Regions from separate parts of the Mus musculus genome. Here region 2 is linked to region 1. A link is a contact called in public promoter capture Hi-C data. All regions are on one chromosome and are shown on one strand. Each heading gives the region's core, a stretch centred on a gene start, on an enhancer-like site or on the middle of the called end of the contact. The rest is flanking DNA. Distances are from core to core; before and after follow the strand shown. Region 1 has its middle 38 kb from the start of Atp2b4. Region 2 holds the start of Optc (opticin).

What was found. Promoter capture Hi-C pulls out the DNA fragments that hold promoters and counts their contacts.
Region 2: a promoter capture Hi-C map of the HPC-7 cell line shows a contact between it and region 1, with 5 times the contacts expected there. The contact joins the promoter of Optc here to the enhancer-like site in region 1. A contact is called at or near these places in 23 of 39 promoter capture datasets (the 3T3-L1 cell line, 3T3-L1-derived adipocytes, the C10 cell line and 15 more), 5 of 15 datasets of contacts at CTCF or cohesin (CD8 T cells, the G1E-ER4 cell line, embryonic stem cells and 2 more), 85 of 484 Hi-C or Micro-C datasets (the AML12 cell line, B cells, the C2C12 cell line and 49 more), 27 of 115 datasets of contacts at active chromatin or transcription factors (the 230-238 cell line, CD8 T cells, DN3 thymocytes and 19 more) and 4 of 9 other capture datasets (adipose tissue, embryonic stem cells, liver and 1 more).

Annotation. Positions count from the first base shown.
Region 1 is chr1:133,788,969-133,794,930 of GRCm38.p6, forward strand. It overlaps a transcript of Atp2b4 not described here. Among named protein-coding and RNA genes, the nearest start is that of Atp2b4, 38 kb to the left of the region's middle. Within about 2 kb of position 4,578, at least 12 of the 459 cell types and tissues checked have an H3K27ac peak or open chromatin away from gene starts, as enhancers often do. A contact at or near this core is called in the C2C12 cell line and the HPC-7 cell line, where this site is marked.
Region 2 is chr1:133,904,587-133,910,349 of GRCm38.p6, forward strand. Optc (opticin) reads right to left here and starts at 2,587. Exons shown (of 7, transcript NM_054076.3): 1 at 2,345-2,587; 2 at 391-670. The coding sequence starts at 2,448. It overlaps Prelp (proline arginine-rich end leucine-rich repeat), which reads right to left. Exons shown (of 3, transcript NM_054077.4): 3 at 5,718-5,763.

The DNA.
Region 1 (5,962 bases), core at 3,328-5,827:
TGGCAGCTGCTGCTGAGGCCAGATGCCATCCTGCCTGTGACACTGGTGCTGGCTCAGACAAGGCTGGAGGCATGCCAGCGGGTGGGCACAGACAGCCTCCCTCACCTGCGGAAACATCTCACTCTCGGGCTCTCAGTATCTGCAGTCAGGACTCAGCCACACAGACCTCCCTCTGCCCAACTCCTACACCGTCCTTTCTACCCCCTCAGATCCTGTCTGGCAACTGCCTCCTGCAAGAATTATTTTCAGTTGAGACAGGTCTGGTGGCACAGGCCTGTGATCCCAGCTACTTCCTAGGCTTAGGCAGTGGGACCGAAAGTCCAAGGCCAGCATGTGCTCCAGGACAATTTGGTCAAGTTAGTGAGACCCTGTCTCTAAGTAAAAGATGGGCGGGGGGGGGGGGGGGGCATACAGCTCCGGCAGTAGCATGCCTGCTGAGGCTCTACCTTCAATCTCTAGTATCACAAAATAAATCATTATTCAGGCATTGTGACAAACACCTTTCATCCTAGCATGTGGGAGGCAGAGGCAGGAGGACAGCTGTGAGTTCTTAGCTAATCTGGGCTACCAAGTAAGTCCCAGCCTAGCCAGGACTCTGTAAGTGTGTCTTCCTCTCTACCATAGGTTAGGGCAAAGAGTAGCTTGCTTTTGTTCCCTTGAGGTTCCTTCCATCCTCAAACTGTCAAGGTGGCTACTAGGGACACAGGGACAGTCTTGTGAAGGTGGGTGGCAATTTTTCTTCTCCATGGGCAACTGTTTTGGCCAGTTCTAGGAAGATTACTGTAAGAATTTCAATAGAAGTTTGGACAAAGACTTGGTCAACACACATACCACCTCCAGGGCCAAAAATCTGTATTGAGAAGAGAGGGCAGGCTAGCCTAACAAGTAGCAGCTTACCCAAATGTTGCTAACCCCACTAGCCCACAGCATCAACTATACAACCCCTGATATCCAACATTTAATACTAATATTTAGGATGAACCATAGAAAACTACTTTCTGTAGGTCGAAATGGTTGCATATTTGGTAATTTCCTAAGATTCAATCTAATGGGTCTCTTGGGATTTGTGGCCCTTAGTAAGTCCTTGAAGACTTGGATTTCTCTACCTCTAATCAGTGTTCACAGTTCTTGACACAGCACGATCATGGCTGGGTGTGGTGGATTGAATGAGAATGCCCCTCACAAGCTCACATACGTGAAGGCTTAGTCACTGGGGAGTGGAACTCTTGGATAGGCTTAGAAGAATTAGAAGCGTGGCCTTGTTGGAAGATTTGTATCACTGGGGGTGGGCTTTGAGATTTCAAAAGCCCATGATAGGCCTATTTCTCTGTCTGTCTTTGTCTGAGGACCAGATGTAGCTCTCAGTTACTGACTAGCACGGTGTATGTCTACCATGTTCCCTGGCAATGATGATAATGGACTAAGCCTATGAAACTGTATGCAAGCTCCCAAGGAGATGCTTTTTTTTTTTGTTGTTGTTAAGAGTTGTCTTGGTCATGGTGTCTCTTCACAGCAATAGAATAGTGACCAAGCCACTGGGAAGTATCAGTACTAAGTACTTGCTAACTGAAGTTCTGGAGGTGGGGAACCTATACCCTGTCATTATTTCTAACTCCAAGGGTGGCTGTAAAAAGGCAAAGCTTGCTTGGTTTCCCTTCTTCCTGTCATCTCAAGTAGGTGATGGGATTTAGCCGCAGGCTGTAGCATCTGGATTCTGAAAGTCTACACTTGGTTTCATGGTCCAGTGAGGGGGAGGAAGGCTCAGGGAGATAGCTGCCTCAGTCAAGGTCATACAGATTGCACGAGATCACTAGGCCTCTGACTCCTAATTCTGAGCTCTCCCGCAGGCTCAATGGCTCCTAGAACAAACCCCTCCCTGTCTGCCCATTTTCAGCTTTCTGGCTCCTTCTCCCTCAGGCTCCTGAAAAGACAGAAGAGGAGTTGACGGCAGGATCGTATACAGAGAGAGCCCTGAGTCACACTGGGTCTAGCCCAAGGTTTCCAGGGAAAGGAAGAAGAGCAGCCCCAGAAACTGCATCTCTCCAGAGCCAGGACCAGGCTAGAGAGGTGGGGGTGGCCTCGCTGTGATCTGGGCCATTGCCAGTGCAACCAAGTATAATGTCCCCAGCAAGGGAACATGTGGAAGGCCCTGCTTAGTGTTTAGGGTTTCATTGCTGTGAAGGGACAACATGATCAAGGCAACTCTTACAAAGCTCTTATAAAGGAAACCACTTCATCGGGGCTGGCTTACAGTTTTGGAGATTCAGTCCATTCTCATGACGACATGCAGGCAGATATGGAGGTGAAGGAGCCACAAGTTTTATGTCTTGATCCACAGGCAGCAGGCTCTGATTCCACTCTGGGCAGAGCTTGAGCATGAGTGTGTGCATGTGCGTGTGTGTGTGTGTGTGTGTGTGTGTATGAGGTCTCAAAGTCCGTCTACACAGTGACACACTTCTTCCAACAAGGCCATACCTACTCCGACAAGGCCATACTTCCCAATAGTGCCATTCCCTATGGGTCAAGCATTCAAACACATAAACCTATAGGTCATACCTATTCCAATCACCACACTTAGGCCAGGCACCAAGGCTCTGAGCAGGCAAAACAGGTTCCCTTATTAGACAGAATCACCTTATTAGAGGGTGTGAAGGGGTCAGAAGAGGTCAGCAATAACTTTGGGGCTGTAGGCATATTCCCCCTCTTACAACCTGTGACCTCCTCAAATGGTGAAGCCCCCCAGTTCCTAGGCTTTCTCTAAGCCAAGGCACGGTGTCATCAGGCCTCCATCGCACTGCTCAGCCCACTAGCCTACTCACTGGACACAGAAGTGAGGGAGGTAAGGGAAGTGACTATGTGGGAAGACCCCTCTGGGTGCTTAGGAAAGATGGAGGAAGGAGGCTAGGAATCTGGGAGCCCTTTCTGGGACTCAAAGTCTCTCTCTATCTTAGACTGTTAAGTATATCCAACCTGAAATAATGAAGGAGGAGGAGGAGGAGAAGGAAGAGGAGGAGGAGGGGGAGGGGAGTGGAAGGAGAAGGAGGATGACGCCAACTACGACAACAACAACAACAATAACAACAAACCAACCACAAACCATACAACAACCAACTACAGACACTTCACTTGGAGTCAGCAATTGGTTTTGCCTTGTTTTCTTGTTGGAGTGAGGGTAGACTGAGGGTCCTGCATGTACTAAGGAAGGAGGATTTACCGACTTTTACCATCGTTTTCTCCTTTGGGGTGTATGTGCACGTGCACACACACATTTGTGCTGAACCACTTGAAAATGACATAAAACTACGTTGCCTTAAATATTTGTGCATAAAAAAGATACTATGGCATAAAGCCATATGGTCACTTTTACATCTAAAAATGTAATAGTAATTGCATATCACTTAATATCCAGACTAAAATATCTCCAATTGTCCCAAGATGGCTTTGCAATATATACCCCTCCCCATACAATTGAAATTTATACATTGGGGCTAGGGACATGGTTCAAGGAGTAAGAGTACCGGGTGGTCTTACAGAAGACCTGAGTTTGATTCCCAGCACCCGCACAGTGGCTCACAGCTGCCTGTCACTCTGGTTTTAGGGGATCAGATACCCTCTTGTGACCTCCACAGGAACAAAGCAAACACACGATGAACACACACACATGCAAGTCTAAGCATCCATCCACTTAAAGTGAGTAAAGATAGAAAATTAATAAGAAGCGATTTATACATTGGGCCAGTGAGATGGCTCAGTGGGTAAGGGCACTTGATACCAAATGATCAGAGTCTGAGCCCTGATACCCATGTGGTATAAGGAGAAAAAGAACTCCCACAGCTTGCCCTCCGACCTCCACACACATGCAGAGAGTACACACTTCAGAGCACACATACACACAGATACTAAATTTTTAAAAATGTAAAAAAATATATAAAATGAAAGGTCATACATTACTTATGACTCGACTGTCTCTTTGGTTTCTTTCATTTTCTTATTTTAAAAGATTTGTGTTTTTAAAAAATTCTTGTGTATGTATGTGTACCTGTGTGAGTTCATGTGTGCCACACGCATATGAGTGCCCAGAGGCCAGAGGTGTTACCCTGGTACTGAGGTTACAGGAGGTTGTAAGCCCTATGGCATGGCTGTAGGGAACTGAACCTAGCCCCTTTACAGGAGCAGGGAGCGGTAAGTACTCAGAACCAACTAACCACACCTCCAGCTTTTCTTTGTTTTCTTTTAATGGAAACTGGGTTTTACCTTCATCCTTTTCCTCTGTAGCAACAATGATCTTTTCGTTTACTTTCTTATTTTGTGTGTGGGCAGCCAGGACAGCTTCAAGAAGTGGGTCTCTTCTCCCACCTATTTATCCGCAAACACCCTTTACTTCTGAGCCATCTTGTCAGCCCCCAGCCCCCAATTTTTATATATTACTGACTCCCCCCCTTTTGAGCCCAGGCTGTTGATTTGCATGTCCCCCCTTTCGATGTCTTAGTCATCTCTTTGAAACTAGATCTGGCTAACCGGTTTTGACTAGACCACAGACTGTGGTAGAAATTCCTCTTGGAAGGCTTGGGGAAGTTTTCCCTTCTGGCAGGAGGGGGTTCCTGTCACTGTGAATGCTTGATTCCTTACTAAGGTGACAAGGATATGGTCTTGCTAAAGATAGATTTTCTTCCCTCAGGTGAAGAGCAGTCTGTAAGGAGAGCTACTGTGCTATGGACTGAATGCTTCTGGGTCCTGTCCCCCAAATTCACAGAAGTTAAATCCTGAAAGTGCTGAAATGAGCCCTCTGGAGGGCAGGAGCCTGGTGAATAGGGTAAGTGTCCTAAGAGGCACAGGAGAGTGCCAAGGTCTCTGTCCCCGCCCTTCTCCTGAGGATAGAGAAGTCAGTGGCCTAATCAGGAAGTGGCCCTTGTCTGACTCCAGGTTTGCTATTGTCTGATCTCAGATTTCTGAAAGTCAGAAATGTGAAAAAGCAATTTCTGTGAAGCCAGTCACTCTGCAATGCATGCTGGGACCAACCTTTTATCTCATCATATGAGCCCCTCCCTGCTTAATAATTTTATCATCTATTAATGAGCCTGGTCTGAATCAGCTTATTGTTGGGGAAAATTCTGAAGGAAAGGGCAGGTTAGGAGTTATTGGCCAAGAGATACAAAGTTAGAAGAAATAAGTCTTTGTTATCTGTTGTCTAGTGTGGAGATTATAGTTAATTATAAGATATACTTCAAAACTGCTGAGAGAATAGAGTTTAAGTGCTCATACCTCAACATTGAAAAGACAAGTATGTGGCCCTGGACATGTTAATCATCTTAATTTACTCATTCCATAGTATATATCAACATATCACATTGTTTCTTCCATATATACTTATTTTTCAATTAAAGAAATCTAACTTAAAGGCTGGCATGGTGACAGATAATTTTAATCCCAGCACTCAGGAAGCAGAGGCAGGTAGATGTCTGTGAATTTGAGGTCTACATAGTGAGCTCCAAATTAGCCAGGGCTATAAAGTGAGACCTTATTTTAAAAAAAAAAAAATCAAATGTGAACAATTTTGTTCAGACTGGCCTTGAACTTACCACCCGTGGTGGTGTGAGTAGGAATGACCTCTATAGACTCATATGTTTGAATGCTTGGTCCCCAGGAAATGGCACTATTAGAAGGTGTGGCCTTCTTGAAAAAAGTGGGGGGGGGGGGGCTTTGAGATCTTAGAGGCTTAAGCCAGGCCCAATGTGGCTGTCTCTTCCTGCTGCCTACTGAGCAGATGTAATACTCCCAGCTCTTTCTCCAGTACCGTGCCTGCTGCCTGCTTCCATGTTTCCTGCCATGAGGATAATGGACTGAACGTCTGATCTGTAAGCCAGCCCCAATGAAATGTTTTCCATTATAAGAGCTGCTGTGGCCATGGTGTCTATTCACAGCAATAGAAACCCTAACTAAGACACTAGCCTAAGTGTGTCTC
Region 2 (5,763 bases), core at 1,337-3,836, 110 kb after region 1:
TTGACAAGCTCCAGGCCAGTGAGAGGCACTGCCTTCAACAAAGTGAGATGACTAGCTCCAGGGAAAGATCTAAGGTTGTCTGTCCTCTTTCTTTCCTGAACATGCACATGTATAACACACCCACACACAGACACACACACATACACACAGGCACACACACATACACACCCACACCCACAGACAGACAGACACACACACAGAGACACACACACATACACACAGGCACACATACACACACACACACACGCGCGCACACACGCACACGCAAACGCAAATTAATATCATATAGTAAAAGTGTTGGGAGAGGTTTGTATTATAGGGCAGGTGAAAAGGGATCTGGTCCCTAATCCCGTTTCTTGCAGGGATTCCAAATCATCTCTGTCCCCTCACCTCAGGGATCTGGTCTCCATAGTCTGCCAGTTCTTCATAGTTGCTGAGATCAATGACCTCGTTGTAGTCCTCTATGCTCAGGGTATGGTTCCCCACATACAGGGACGCGTAAGTGTCACCTTCCTCAGGGCTCTGCTCTTCTCTTTCTCTCTCCCCTAGGAGAGAAGCTGTCTCTGCCTTCTGCAGCACCAAGCTCAACAGACTCAGGAAAGCCAGGAACTTCATGAGGTTCTGAGGGAGGGGTAGGAGTGGGAATGGCTGAATCCCTCTGAGGTACATCCTGTGGGTAGAGGGCAGAAGGGCCGTTATTTTAGCTTGGCTTGTAAGAATGGCTCACCAAGTTAGGCAGCCTCCAACCTGCATACTTGCTCACTCTTGCCCTCTGACACACAAGCTCACTCAGCATCCTCATCTCACACTCTTTAAAGTCCGGTCTGTATCTGGAGGTATCTTTAGCCATCATTCCCACTGCGCCTCACAGTGTGGTGATCCATCACTCGGGCTCCTGTGGACAGCTTCCACAGGCTGGCTTACTCATTTCACCACAGACGTGCATACCAGAGTCCCATGTTTACTCACCTGCTGGGCACTGGTGCATTTGCACCAATATTCTCTAAGAAACAACCACATATTCAGGAGAAACCCCCCCCCCTCTCATCAAAACAAAAAACAAAACAAAACAAAAACAGTAGCAGCAATAACAACAACAAAATAGCCTTAGAAAAACTACATTAAAGAGACTTTTGGCTGGGCATGGTAGCGCATTCCTTTGATCCCAGTACTTGGGAGGCAGAGGCGGGCAGAATTCTGAATTCGAGGCCAGCCTGGTCTACAAAGTGAGTTCCAGGACAGCCAGGGCTATACAGAGAAACCCTGTCTCAAAAAAACGAGAGAGAGAGAGAGAGAGAGAGAGAGAGAGAGAGAGAGAGAGAGAGAGACTTTTGTTTCCTTTTTTCTTTTTCTTTTTTTTTGTGAGATAGGCTCTCATGTACCCTAGGTTGGCTTCAAACTTATGTAGTGGAGAAGGACTTTGAACTTTTGATCCTCCTGCCTCTACCTCCCATGGGCTGGGATTACAGGTGTGCACTATCATGCCTGGTGTATGAAATGCTGGGTATCTAGCACAGAGCTTCAAGCATGTTAGACAAGCCTGCTACCGACTGAGCTCTCTCCCTAACCCTACTTGTGGCTACTCTAAGGCCACTCGGTCCTTCAGTCACTTAAACATCCATGGGACGTTTATTAAGTTGTAGTCCCCGGATATTCCTCTCTCTGGAGGTGCAGAAAGGAATGAGGTCCAGTCCTTTGTAGGAACAACCAGTCACTTTGGAGACAAAGTCTTAGAACTTAACATACAATGTAAAAGAAGGACGTTGGCTGGTAACATCGCCTTAGAAATGCAGCATTTTAGAAACACGTTGTGGAAAGCAGAGGGTTGGTATGAGGTTCTGCAGTGTTTTGCCATCAGAAAGCTCGGCAGCTATCTGTATACATATGTGTCTGCACTTGGGTTCCTGGGAGGACATGGTGTGCAGGCGTATGAGCACAGACGTCGTCTGCAGGTCACTCACATCTGTGCAGGCAGGTGGAGGGCTGAGTGTGCTGTGGATACGGAAGTGCCTGCAGCATCGTAGCCATCCATCTGCAGCTGATTACACAGCCCTCCCAAAGCCGCCTGCGCAGGTTTCTTCCTAATCTCAGCCGGGCTGAATGGTAAGTCCCCAGCAGTAGTAAGAGGTCGTATCTCTCTGTTCCCTATTCCCACTCCAAACTGAAATCTATGCTCTTCAAGACCACCCCCAAGGCAGTTTACTGACCACCCGGAAGCCCCTCGCAGCTTCTTTGATCAGAGCCTTGTACTCTTGCCATTCTCTGCCCAGTTCCTGCCACAGCCCCGACTCCATCCCTTTGCTTTTGTGCCAGTGGGCATGAGGCCTCCAACCTTGGACCTTACCTTTTAGATGCTTTTGGTTCCGTCTGGCTCAGCAGCTTCCAGGGAGCTTCTGGTGGAGATGATGACTGCCTGTCAGAGCAGGGGACAGCTAGACACCCCCTCATCTATTGGCCAGGGAGAGGACGAGTGGTTGGCCAGGGATGCATGTGTCTAATTAGATTCCCCATTCTTTCAAGTGCCCTGCTGTTTCCCTTCCTTTTTCCTCAGGGGTCCCTAATCTCATTTCTTCACTTAATGAACAGGAATTCTTTGTGTGGGGGTGAACACACACACACACACACACACACACACACACACACACTCATGGCCGCTACACCTTCTTCTCTGATCTTTGAGGGTTGGTCAGTTAGATTCCAGAAGACTCATCCAAGCTGAGGTTTCTTGGATGGATGGAGCTTGCTGTCCCTGTCCCCATCCCCATCCCCCACCCCACCCCACCTCCACTCCCTCAGAAATAACGACACTGGACTTCATAGATGGAATCCAAAGAAAAAAAGAGCTTGAACTGGGGCACCCCACTCAGCCCTATCCCTAGAGCACTGTGGTGGTACAGCAGGAGACAGGGAGTCGGGTAAGATGTAAAGACTAACTTCAAGCTCACAAGCAGTGGTCACCAACAACAAGACAGGAAGTTCTCTAACTCCCGTAGGAAGAAAGGACAAGGACAGGAGTGGGACATTGGCTTACAAACACCCAAGACATTGTCATTGTGCATAGCCTCTGGCCTGGAACCTAACACTTCTCTCCCAACTCTGACTTTCCATGGGCCCCATCTTTCTTTGGGATGTGCCTCAGATATCCCCAGAAGAGGGTAGGGGCTGGCGAATGTCATCCGGATTCCGCTGCCCAGGCTCTTCTCAGATGCTCTCCACCCCCTCCTCCTTTCCTCTGGTCACACCCTGAATCCCAGCAGGGAGGCCCTCTGAAGACCACCGATACAGGACGAAACAGAGGGCAAAAGAGAAACGATTGGTCCAAGGTCACCCAGGCCTAGCCGAGCACTACATTTTGAGTGTTAGATTCTGAGTTCACAAGGCTCACCTTCTTACAACTTCATCTCAGGAATCCTGAGAACACAGTGACTCTACCCTCAGAACAGATGGCCTTAGCAGAACCCACCCCCAGCTTGCGATGCCAGGTGAGTGGGCAGACCTAATAGACCCCGAGGACTCCTCAGCTGCTGTGGGAAGGGGATTCCGGCAGCCAGAAGAGGCCGCCTGCCAGAACAAGGCTGTTTTGTCTCGGAGATCCCCCATCTGGGAACTGACAGCTTCAGAAACTCGGCTGGGTGGAAGGAGATAAAAGTCACAAGCCAAGAGGACGCCCTCGAAGCAGATGGCACATTTGGCTGGCCCTACCCCTTCATTCTGTTCTTCCAGAGACCCTCGGGCCCCACAGACAGCCGAGACCGTGGCCCCCTCCCAACTCCACGCAATTTATCCCTACAAGGAATATAGATGAGACTGTTCATTCATTTCCCCCTGCCACCTGCTCTCACACTTCTCCCTGCTCTCGGTGACACACCCCCCTTCACACTCCCGCCGCTCCTCTCCCACCCCACCCCGCCCCAGTCGCGCCATCTCGCCTGAGCGTCCGCCCCCGCAATCCCAGGCTGCGCAGCCAGCCCTGCACAGCGCCTGCGCCTGCTCCCACGCACTCCCCGCCCCCCGCCCCCCCGCCCCCCCAGGCAAACCCTGCGATGCAGGCAGGCTCTCATCCTACACTTTCTCCCAGCTTCTATTCCCGCCTTCACAAGCTTGCGGTCGGTCGTTCCCATGGATTTCGGGGGCATTGGTGGATGGGAACGTGGACCTGTGTGGGAAGCGGCAGGCGGGCGGGCACAGCCCCTGATCCACGAGCCTGCCAAGCGCTGCCCTTTAACAGAGACACGAGGTGTTACTGGTGAGCTAGAGGCAACAGGCCATGTGGACACAGAAGTCTGGCCAGTTGACCCTGCTGCTGCCCTGTTGTGGGCAGTGAGAGAGGAGGGCAGAAAAGTTCAGAGACCCGCCTGCCTTTTGGTATTCGCAGCTGAAAACTGGGAACCCCCATCCACTCCGATGTGGACTCCAGCCTAGCTAGCTACCGATTCGTATCTCCTCTCCTTCCAAGTCATACGCTTTCATTCTTCAGAGCCGGCTCACGCGAGACTTCCCAGGCTGAGTTGCATACAGTTAACATCATTACAACTAAGAGAAAAGAATTCGTGCATACACCCCACCCTCTTATCAAGAAATTAATTCCCCAATGGCATGGGGTATGCATCCTCCAGCTTTGAATTCCTTCCTGGGGCCTGCCTGGCACACACCAGGCAGGTAGGGCTGGCCGAGGGCATCTGTTAGTTTTCATCCTCCACAAGACAGCCTAGGTTAGGCGGGTTGAGAATCCCCCTCGGTAGCCAAATCCCCTCTAAAGAGAGCCCTGGCAACTACTCTTGTCCTTTTGAACTTGTGCGTGGCCTGTAGATCTTTCCAGATGATTTAGTCCTTGGCTGCTTGCCCTGGGCACTTCCTGTGCACCCTGTATTTCTCCAATTAGTTAGAAAAGATGACTCTTCCTGCAGTGCCTTGGTGCTGCGCACTGAGAAACCCTCCACAGTTTGACATTGGTGGTTTCAAAGAACATGGCTGCTTTGATTTCAAGTGGAGCTATTAGATTTCTGGACTGACTTTAGGGATACTTTTTTATTTTTTACATGAAGGTTATGAGTTTTGAGGATATTGTCTAAGAAGAGGCTTTGCGACATTTCTTTTAGAAGTTTTTTTCTTCTTTCTTTTCCTTCCCTTCCCTTTTTTCTTCTTTCTTTCTTTCTTTCTTTCTTTCTTTCTTTCTTTCTTTCTTTCTTTCTTTCTTTCTTTCCTTCTTCCTTCCTTCCTTCCTTCCTTCCTTCCTTCCTTCCTTTCTGAAACAAGATCTTACTATGTAGCCTTGACTGGTCTCAAACTCCTAGAGGTTTGCCTGTCTTTGCCATCTGAGTGCTGGGATGGCAGCCACCACCCCTGGCTGCTAGGAGTTTCTTAATAAGGTATTTGGGGGGCTTGAAGCCATGACTCAGAAGCTAGGAGCATTCATTACTTACTCATTCATTTAGAGGACTGGGATTTGGTTCTCAGCACACACACAGAGGCTCTCAACCACTCATCACTCCAGTTCTAGGGGATCCAGTGCCAACTTCTAACCTCTGTGGTCACCAAGCACACATGTGGTGCACATACATACATGCAGGCTAAGTGCTCATACACACAAATTTAAAACACACCTTTTAAGACAAATTTTTTTTTCTCTCTCCCTATCTTCTCAGCGAGCAGTAGGGAGCTGGAGAAAAGACGGCTTTAAGTAGTCCTGCTGCCTTTGACTCATTCACACAGTCAGCTTTGTGCTGGGTGTTTTCCATATGACTTTATTTCCTCTGCTGTGAA